Linked DNA regions of Mus musculus: regions 2 and 3 are each linked to region 1. A link is a contact called in public HiChIP or PLAC-seq data. All regions are on one chromosome and are shown on one strand. Each heading gives the region's core, a stretch centred on a gene start, on an enhancer-like site or on the middle of the called end of the contact. The rest is flanking DNA. Distances are from core to core; before and after follow the strand shown.

The links. HiChIP or PLAC-seq counts read pairs in DNA pulled down with a chosen protein or histone mark.
Region 2: a contact with region 1 is called in an H3K4me3 HiChIP or PLAC-seq map of the 230-238 cell line, with 19 read pairs. The contact joins the enhancer-like site here to the promoter of Blmh in region 1. A contact is called at or near these places in 1 of 484 Hi-C or Micro-C datasets (nephron progenitors), 4 of 115 datasets of contacts at active chromatin or transcription factors (the 230-238 cell line, effector CD8 T cells, embryonic stem cells and 1 more) and 1 of 9 other capture datasets (liver).
Region 3: an H3K4me3 HiChIP or PLAC-seq map of bone marrow-derived macrophages shows a contact between it and region 1, with 2.6 times the contacts expected there. The contact joins the enhancer-like site here to the promoter of Blmh in region 1. A contact is called at or near these places in 2 of 15 datasets of contacts at CTCF or cohesin (large pre-B cells and pro-B cells), 6 of 484 Hi-C or Micro-C datasets (the Ba/F3 cell line, DN3 thymocytes, Th1 cells and 3 more), 8 of 115 datasets of contacts at active chromatin or transcription factors (the 230-238 cell line, T-cell acute lymphoblastic leukemia, bone marrow-derived macrophages and 3 more) and 3 of 9 other capture datasets (adipose tissue, liver and pancreatic islet).

What each region holds. Positions count from the first base shown.
Region 1 is chr11:76,944,325-76,946,976 of GRCm38.p6, forward strand. Blmh (bleomycin hydrolase) reads left to right here and starts at 1,332. Exons shown (of 12, transcript NM_178645.4): 1 at 1,332-1,569; 2 at 1,918-2,115. The coding sequence starts at 1,557.
Region 2 is chr11:76,733,430-76,736,081 of GRCm38.p6, forward strand. It overlaps Gosr1 (golgi SNAP receptor complex member 1), which reads right to left. Exons shown (of 9, transcript NM_016810.4): 8 at 1,140-1,222. Among named protein-coding and RNA genes, the nearest start is that of Gosr1, 29 kb to the right of the region's middle. Within about 2 kb of position 1,327, at least 72 of the 459 cell types and tissues checked have an H3K27ac peak or open chromatin away from gene starts, as enhancers often do. A contact at or near this core is called in the 230-238 cell line, effector CD8 T cells and memory CD8 T cells, where this site is marked.
Region 3 is chr11:77,098,991-77,101,642 of GRCm38.p6, forward strand. All of the region lies in intron 17 of Efcab5 (EF-hand calcium binding domain 5), which reads right to left. Among named protein-coding and RNA genes, the nearest start is that of Nsrp1, 22 kb to the left of the region's middle. Within about 2 kb of position 1,346, at least 27 of the 459 cell types and tissues checked have an H3K27ac peak or open chromatin away from gene starts, as enhancers often do. A contact at or near this core is called in the 230-238 cell line, bone marrow-derived macrophages and pro-B cells, where this site is marked.

The DNA of each region.
Region 1 (2,652 bases), core at 82-2,581:
AAGTGCTTTTATCTGCTGGGCTATCTCCCAGTCCCACATCATGAGTCTCTTGATGACAAGATTAAAGTTTTTAATTTTTTTTATATCAGCAGAAACTTGCTGAGGACCTGTTACACCACAAATGTTGAATACAATTTTATTCTTTGGGCTGAGTCCAATTGGGCAGGAAGTTTGAACATCATTTTTATTGTTTATTTATTTGTTTGTTTATTTATTTATTTATTTGGTGAAAGGGCCCATGATTTCTTTCAGCATGAGTTGTAGCTTGTTTCTTTTTTCTTCAGAAAATGGAAAAAATAAAAAAAAAAGCCCCACAGGATAGGGTAGTTGATGGGCTCCCTTGGAGATGGTTGCTATGTCGAATTGCAGGTCTTTAGCTAAGTCTCTCAGGGACACAGAGACTGAATTCTCAAGTGACAGATGGCTGTCTGCATGTGGCACTTTCCAGACATCAGAATTCCTCTGAACCATGGGTGATTTTCAATTTAAGACTTAGGTTTTAGGCTCCATGGAAAATCTGAATAGTAAGGCTACAGTGTGCATTTGTACTTATTTTATTATGCAGTGGACTCTCCCGCCCCGTCTTGAAAAACTGATTAATTATCTCGAAGACTCTGTGTGTGTGTGTGTGTGTGTGTGTGTGTGTGTGTGATTTACAGGTTTTGTAGATATTAGCAAAAAAAAAAAAAAAAAAAAAAGCATAAAATTGACGTAATCATTCTCCTTAGCCCAAGCTGGGCTCAATAGGAACCACTCATGAGCCTTGCGAAGCCCAGAATGTGTAGATGAAATGAGCAGATGTGTATTTGTAGAACCGTGGTAGTAGCTTATGGGTGGGTGGGAAAGAGATTGGTTCCAAAATCCTTTCAAATACAAGAACTTTGTTCTCACTAGACTCTAAGCAACAAGTTGCAATTGAAAAAGATGAACAGATTGGTCAGCTAAGTGCCTACAGGAAAAGCCTTTGGGTGGATTTCTTGAGATCTGCCGTCCCATGGCTAATTTTGGGTCCCTTACTTCCTTTTCACTTCACAAAACCTCCTCTGGCTTCTCAAAGGAGTTCTAAGCGTCAGTTTCCCCAATGCTAGACAGTGAGGGATCTGGGTTCATCAGCACGGAACCCTCAGCCTCCTTCCTCTAGGAGCTTGGGATCCCGGGAGGGCGCCCTTGAAGCCAGGAAGAGGGATCACAGATGGCGGAGGGCGCAGCCGAGGCGAAGAGTGAGCAATGCTGGCAGTGGGGGCTGCAATCGTGGGTGGCTTCGCCCTGCCGCTCCCGGGCCGAGGTGCGGGCCCCAGAGTCTGAAAGGCCGCCCCTGTCGGCCCTCCCCCGGGCGGGGCTAGCCCCGATGGCGCTGACTCAGCAACGCGAGGGGGGAGTTTTGTCCCTCCGCGGACCCCGTTTCTCTCGGCCACCATTGAGCGGGTTTCCTTCTTCCGGCGCTTAGGGTGCGAGAACCAGGTCCGGCCAGCTAGGCAGCGGACTGTAGTGTAACCCCAGAGCTCACCTGAAAACCCTGAAAACTAACGTTTCCTCCACGAAGCAGTTTGGGCGCCATGAACAACGCAGGTGAGGCACCGCTGGTACCACGAGTGTTTTCCCGGGTCCTCTCCCGGGCTCGGCGGACCCGTGAGGCCCGGCGGCGTGAAAGGCCGTGGGATGGGATGGGGGTGGGTGGGGAGGGGGGGACGGACCTAGGCGAGGGCCGGGATGTAGCCCTCCGGGAGGGTGGGAGAGCACCAGGAGAGAGACGACATCACGCGGGGAGGATGCCGGGAGAGGGCTTTCTGGTACAGCACTCTGCAGGATGCTCTTGCGAAGTTAAATCTAGGATCTACGGTGACCCTATCCTAAAGCTGTCCCCGTCAGCCTCTTTGGGAGGGGATATAATTATAATGGCGTTTGATCTTCCCACAGGACTAAATTCGGAGAAGGTATCTGCTTTGATCCAGAAACTAAATTCTGACCCTCAGTTCGTACTTGCCCAGAATGTCGGGACCACCCACGATCTGCTGGACATATGTCTGAGGAGGGCCACGGTCCAGGGTGCTCAGCATGTGTTTCAACACGTTGTGCCTCAGGAAGGCAAGCCAGTCACCAACCAGAAGAGCTCTGGTGAGGTCTACGACTTCTTGCCTACTTTATTGACAGCAGCACATTTTGTTGTCCTAAAAATGGCCCTGGGATAACAGAGCTTTGTAGCATTGACAGAACTTGTAGTAAGCCAGAGAATAGGCACTAGAAAAGGGCAGGCCCAAGAACATCACCTGTGTGGTGGCTTCAGTGTTCTGTGGCCTATTAGCATTTAGTTTGTTTCCTAACGTGACAGATGGTGGTCTTTGAATGCATATCATCATGTTTTGATATTATGTGATGTTGGATGTGTGCGGTTTGTTCTCGTGCAGTTTTAATCTTAACAGTTCATCTAGAAGTAGCAGAAGAGAGAAACAGCTTATCAAGTTGCAGACAGATAAACCTAAAGCAAAAGATGAGCTATGTACTAACAGATTTGGCCTGTGCCAAATAATTAATAATTAATGGAAAAATATCCATACCATAGGAGATGTCCCAGAATTGCCCTAAAGTCCAAATGTATAAAATAGAAAAAAACATAAAGTGATTACAACAGATTGTAACCGGCTATTTTTAAAT
Region 2 (2,652 bases), core at 77-2,576, 210 kb before region 1:
TAGAAGCATGAGGGACTGAGCCCCCAGGCTCACATAAAATGTCAACGCACAGTGCAAGCACCTGCAGTCCTCATTTTCCTACGGGGAGAAGCTTACGGGCCAGCCTGGGGTAAGCAAAGGAACAGCAGACACCCCGTCTCACAGTAGTGGAAGACAAGGACTAGTGTCTGAGGTTGGCCTCTGACTTCCACATGCGTGCCACAGAAACATGCAATGCACACAAAGAAAGAAAGATCATGGGAATTTGAAATGTGAATCTCCACTTTGCCAAATTGTCCTGGCCCTGTGGATATGGGCCAGGCCCCTTTCTTGAGCCTACTTCTTTATCTGCAAAAAAAATCAAAAAGTCCCCACTCTGTCCCCTCTATGGGGTGAGAGAACGCAGTGTGGGTAAGGCAGTGTGCTGTGTAAACTGCCCAGCATGTGTGAGCACACGTGGTTTGGGATGTGTGCTTTTTACACTTGACTAGTAACAACATTGACAAAGGACTGGAAAGTGCCAAGCAATGCCAGGGATATCCTCTTTCTTAGGCAATTAGATCTCAGGGTAAGAGTGCCCTTAAACTACTACGGACCAGACGATGTTCACCGTTTGAAAATCCCAAGTTCCTCCTCACAGTCATCTGGGAAGACCCCACCCCTGAGCGTCTCTGGTGCAGTCTTATCTACTTTAAGTTGAGAAGCTAAAACTTTAAAGCAGAGGTCACAACTGACAAGTGGAGCCTCTCCTCCGCCCTGGGACTTGTGTAGTCACAATCTACCAACAGGTACAGCACACCTGCAGTGTCCCCGCCCCTTCCAGTTGCCTACAACTGACATCCTCCAAAGTGGCAATTAAACCACAGTGTGAGGCGGGGTGGTCACGAACACATGCAGGGAATACTAATGTGGAGTCAGAGCTTTTAAGGACAAAAATAATTTGTGAATACTTTTGTAAATATAAATATCTATAATGAAATCTCTGGTGAGCTGTTCTCTAGAAATAGTGTTAAACATAAGTTTATCACAAAGTAAAGCAGTCCTCACACGATTCAATTGCTAAGGGCTCTACCAGTGTGCATAATTTGCACCTCTACCCCAATAAAACGGAGAACAAAAAGAACAAGCCCTTCACCCCACCAACATTTCACAAAGGATACTGGCCAGAGTGTTCATCTTGCTGTGAATTGACTTGAGCATTCCTCTCTGGGAAGTCATATTCTCTTTTGTTGCCATAGCAATGCTTCAAGGGGAGAAAAGAGACAATTTGAGTTGGCACGGGGGCACTACATTGTTCAGATCTTCACCCCTCTAAAGACAAACAGAAAGCTACAGTGATAATGGGTACCAATCCCTGCCCAGCTTCCTGCCCACTGTTACACAGGAAGTCTTGTTATGAGTCATCTTGTGTTTTCTTCAAAGTAACAAATGAAATGAGACATTAAGAGACAAATCATACGTTACAAAGCTTCTTCAGTGGCTTAAAGAAACCAACCACTAAAATAATTTTAATCAGGAAAAACTGTTAAGAGGAACGAAACACCATTAAAAAAAAAATCATGAGCATAAGAAAGGGGCCCAAGTGACACCCACATTCAACCAGCTTCCAACATATAAACAAAGGGGGACTGAAAATTCGAGAAGAACTCAGTAGGCAGATCTCAGGATTCACTAAACACACTGTGAGAGGGGAAGAGCGGCTCTTTTACGGAACAGCCACGCTGACCACCTGTTATGAGTTGACCCTCTTCTGCTGTCACTTCCAGTCAGGTATTTTCATGATTCGCCCCGATAGGAGGATCCTAGAGAGTAGGGTCAGTGTCCACTTTGGTAAGTAACACAGAAGAGGGTGCTTTAGAGAGTAACATAGAAAATGCAAAGGGGCAGTTTTGGTTAGATAGGATCAAGAATCATTGTACTCCTTTGAAATAGTCTAAGAATAAAGATAACTCTAAAACTTATTTTAAAAAGAGTCCTGGAAATTGGGGGAAATGCTCGCTAGATACAATTTCCTGGTGTACCTTAGGCACATTTTCTTCCGTGGAGTGTCCAGAACAAAAGCACTCCCTCTGGGGAAGGACTGTTTGAATCCCTGGTTCCCTGGAAGCTGGCCAGAGGGGCTCCGTAAACCTTCTCAAGCAAGAGACCTACACGGAAGCCCTGGAGCCTGGCAGTGGGAGGCTGCAGACCTGGTGGTCTCGGGGCTGAGGAAAGAACCCCTGCTCCCTTGGCTCCTGTGCTTGCAGAGGGACTGAGGCCATGGGGCTTCCAGGCTCCTGGAGGAGACAATCACCCAGGCCATCCACTGGTGGCAAGCTGCTGGGCATTCATGGGCAAAGCCTCACAGAACAGGCTGCTAGGTGTTTACTGAAGAGAGATGCTAGAGGAATGACAATTAGTCAAGATAATTTCACTACTGAGAAGAATACAATGAATGTGTAAGGAGACACATAGAAGGATATTTACTGAAGTAAAAAACCAAAACGAAAACCAAAACCAAAACCAAAACCCAGCAACAAAAATATCAGAAAACACCCAAAGAAGCCAATGACCTCAAAGAACAAAAGCAGAAAGGCTTAAGTTTGGCAAAGGCTGTTTGGAAAATCAAGGAGTGGCTGTCTAATGAGTGGCCAGGAAATGGTCACTGAAGATAAAGAAATGAAGAGTTACTGA
Region 3 (2,652 bases), core at 96-2,595, 150 kb after region 1:
ATCTCATTTAAAACACACACACACACACACACACACACACACACACAAAACAAAAAACAGACAATGAATGGATCAATGTGTCTCTGGTTAAAGAGTTTCCCCCAATCTGGTGACAGAGAGAGAGGAAGTCAAACAGAACCTCCTGAGTCCCCAAAACTCCTAAATGTCTTCAAAAGGATTTTCCCCGGCAAAGTTCAAATCAAGTACGAGTGATGAAGTGAAAACGTTTTCAGACATAAAATCCTCTTCCTCAGACAACCACTACTGGAGGAGGGCACAGAGGTCAAGGGCTTGCTCAGCTAAGTGTGGGACCCTCGGTCCTAGACCCAGCACTTAAGGAAAAGCCAGGAGAAAGGTAACTGCTATTGGGTAAGGACGACCAGTGAGAGACTTTGGAGCTGTCAGTCCTGAATGGGACACTGTTATCGAACTCCTCCCCTCAAGGCTTAAGGTCTGTGTGGAAGAGGAGACAGACAGACAGACTGACTGTAAGAGCCAGAGGTGGGGGATGAAGCCAAGGAACAACGTCTTCTAGACCCGACAAGGTTGCTACACGTACGAACTCACAGAGACTGTGACACGTTCAAGCTAGACAAAATCCCAGCACAGAGAAGGGGAAGCGGACACAAAGTTCCATCCCTAACCAAGAAGCTATTTGGAGATGGTTCCTGCTGGGAAAGGGACACTCAGTTTTCCCGGGTGGGGTGTCTATCAACCACACTCCAGATCCTATGCTCTTCCCGGCATGTCCAATCTCGGAGAGAACCTGCAGATATTGCCGGTACCATCTCATGCTTCCTGAATAAGAGATTTTTTTTTTTAACATAGCCTGTTTTTTTTTTTGGGGGGGGGTTGTTTGTTTGTTTGTTTTGTTTTGTTTCGAGACAGGGTTTCTCTGTATAGCCCTGGCCGTCCTGGAACTCACCTTGTAGACCAGGCTAGCCTCGAACTCAGAAATCCGCCTGCCTCTGCCTCCTGAGTGCTGAGATTAAAGGCGTGCGCCACCACGCCTGGCGATTTTTTTTTCAAAGCTGCAGGAAGGCCACACAAACTTTGTATAATAGATTGCCCCTGCCACAAGGGTCCTCTCCTGACACAAACAGAAAGATGCACCCAAAGAATGCTTTCTCTTTTCTCAAGAATGGAACTTAGAATTTCCTGATAGAATTTTATCTAAATGAGAGGGGACTGATATATCCCGGTGACCTAATAGCTTTGTTGGTTGCTACAGAGACTGATAACACTAAAAGGTTGTTAGTTTCAAAAGGGAAACCTGCCAATTGTTGGTTTCTGGCTGCGTCCCGGTCTATAACTTGCAGTTCTGATTTCTGCCACACGAGGGCACTATCGGAAAGCAAAACGCAGTATTTCCGTGGTCAAGGATGCTGAAGGAAAGGCTAGAGTTCAAAGACTGGGCGAGTGGTGGAAATTTGCATGTGTTCTGAGCAGAGCAGGTGGCTCTAACAGGCAAATTTGAGGCAGAGTCTAAAGAGATTCCTTTGAGGCATTGTGTCCTGCCACAGGAGCCTTTAGCAGCTCCCCAGATTGGGGGATGGGCTTATTAAGGACACACACCTGCAGGGTGTAGAATGGCAAGGCCTGTCCCTTATGCTTATTCCTTATGTCAGAGGGACTGGATTGAAGATCGGTGGGTGCCTATGTCCTTGTCCAAGAAGGGGAACATCACTCAGGAACACAAGGAATCCTGGCATTAAGCTCTAGGTGGAGGGGCTGGCAAGTTGGCGGGGTCAAAGAGGAACAAGGTCACAGGGAGAATACCAATTAGACAAACTGGTCTGCTGGAGTTCATTATAGATGTTAGTTCTCCCCCAAAGGAGGAACCAGAGACTAAAGGTGGGGGTAGGGCCAGGGAGACTGAGGTTGAAGCTAGGCATCCTGGGGGACAGATACAGGCTTCTCTGAACTCCAAAGTCCTCAAATATAAAGTATATGAGAGTATACACTGGGCAGGTCTTAATGATACAGGTCTGTAACCCTAGCCACTTAGAGCCCAAGGCAGGAGGATCACAAGTTCAAGGCCTGCCTAAGCAATTGAGTGAGACTCTTTCAAAATAAAAAGTAAACAGAGCATAGGAGGTCTAGCTTGGTGGTAGAGTGCTTACCGAGCAAGTATTCAGTAACACACACACACACACACACACACACACACACACACACAGAGCAAACAGTAAACACTATCCAGTTGTTTTTATTGCTGATTGCCGATGTTACTTGTTCCCTTCAACGATCGATCCTTAGAAGTCAGATCTGTGTGGTGCCTGTGAATGTAGGCTACCATGACTGAGCTCAGAGACATGAACTGTTGCTCATATAGAATTCCAAATAGAAGTTTCAAACCGGATTCACATTACTCATGGTGCACACTAATTCTCTGGGAGCCCCAGGCACTCTTAGGCTTCTGGGAGTGCCTCACTGTCCTAGCAACATCCTGATGGCATCACCACACCACAAGCTCAGTGCTCTGCCACCCATGTCTACAGCCTGAGGGGCGAGGCTCCCATCCCTGCCATTGCTTTTATCTTTTCCTTGTCCCTGGGGTCTCTCAGTTCTGAGCTTCGCAACCTAATATATGTATCACAGAAGCCCAGAAAGCCTCCTACTTGGTGGAGGAGAGGGAGAGAGAGAGAGAGA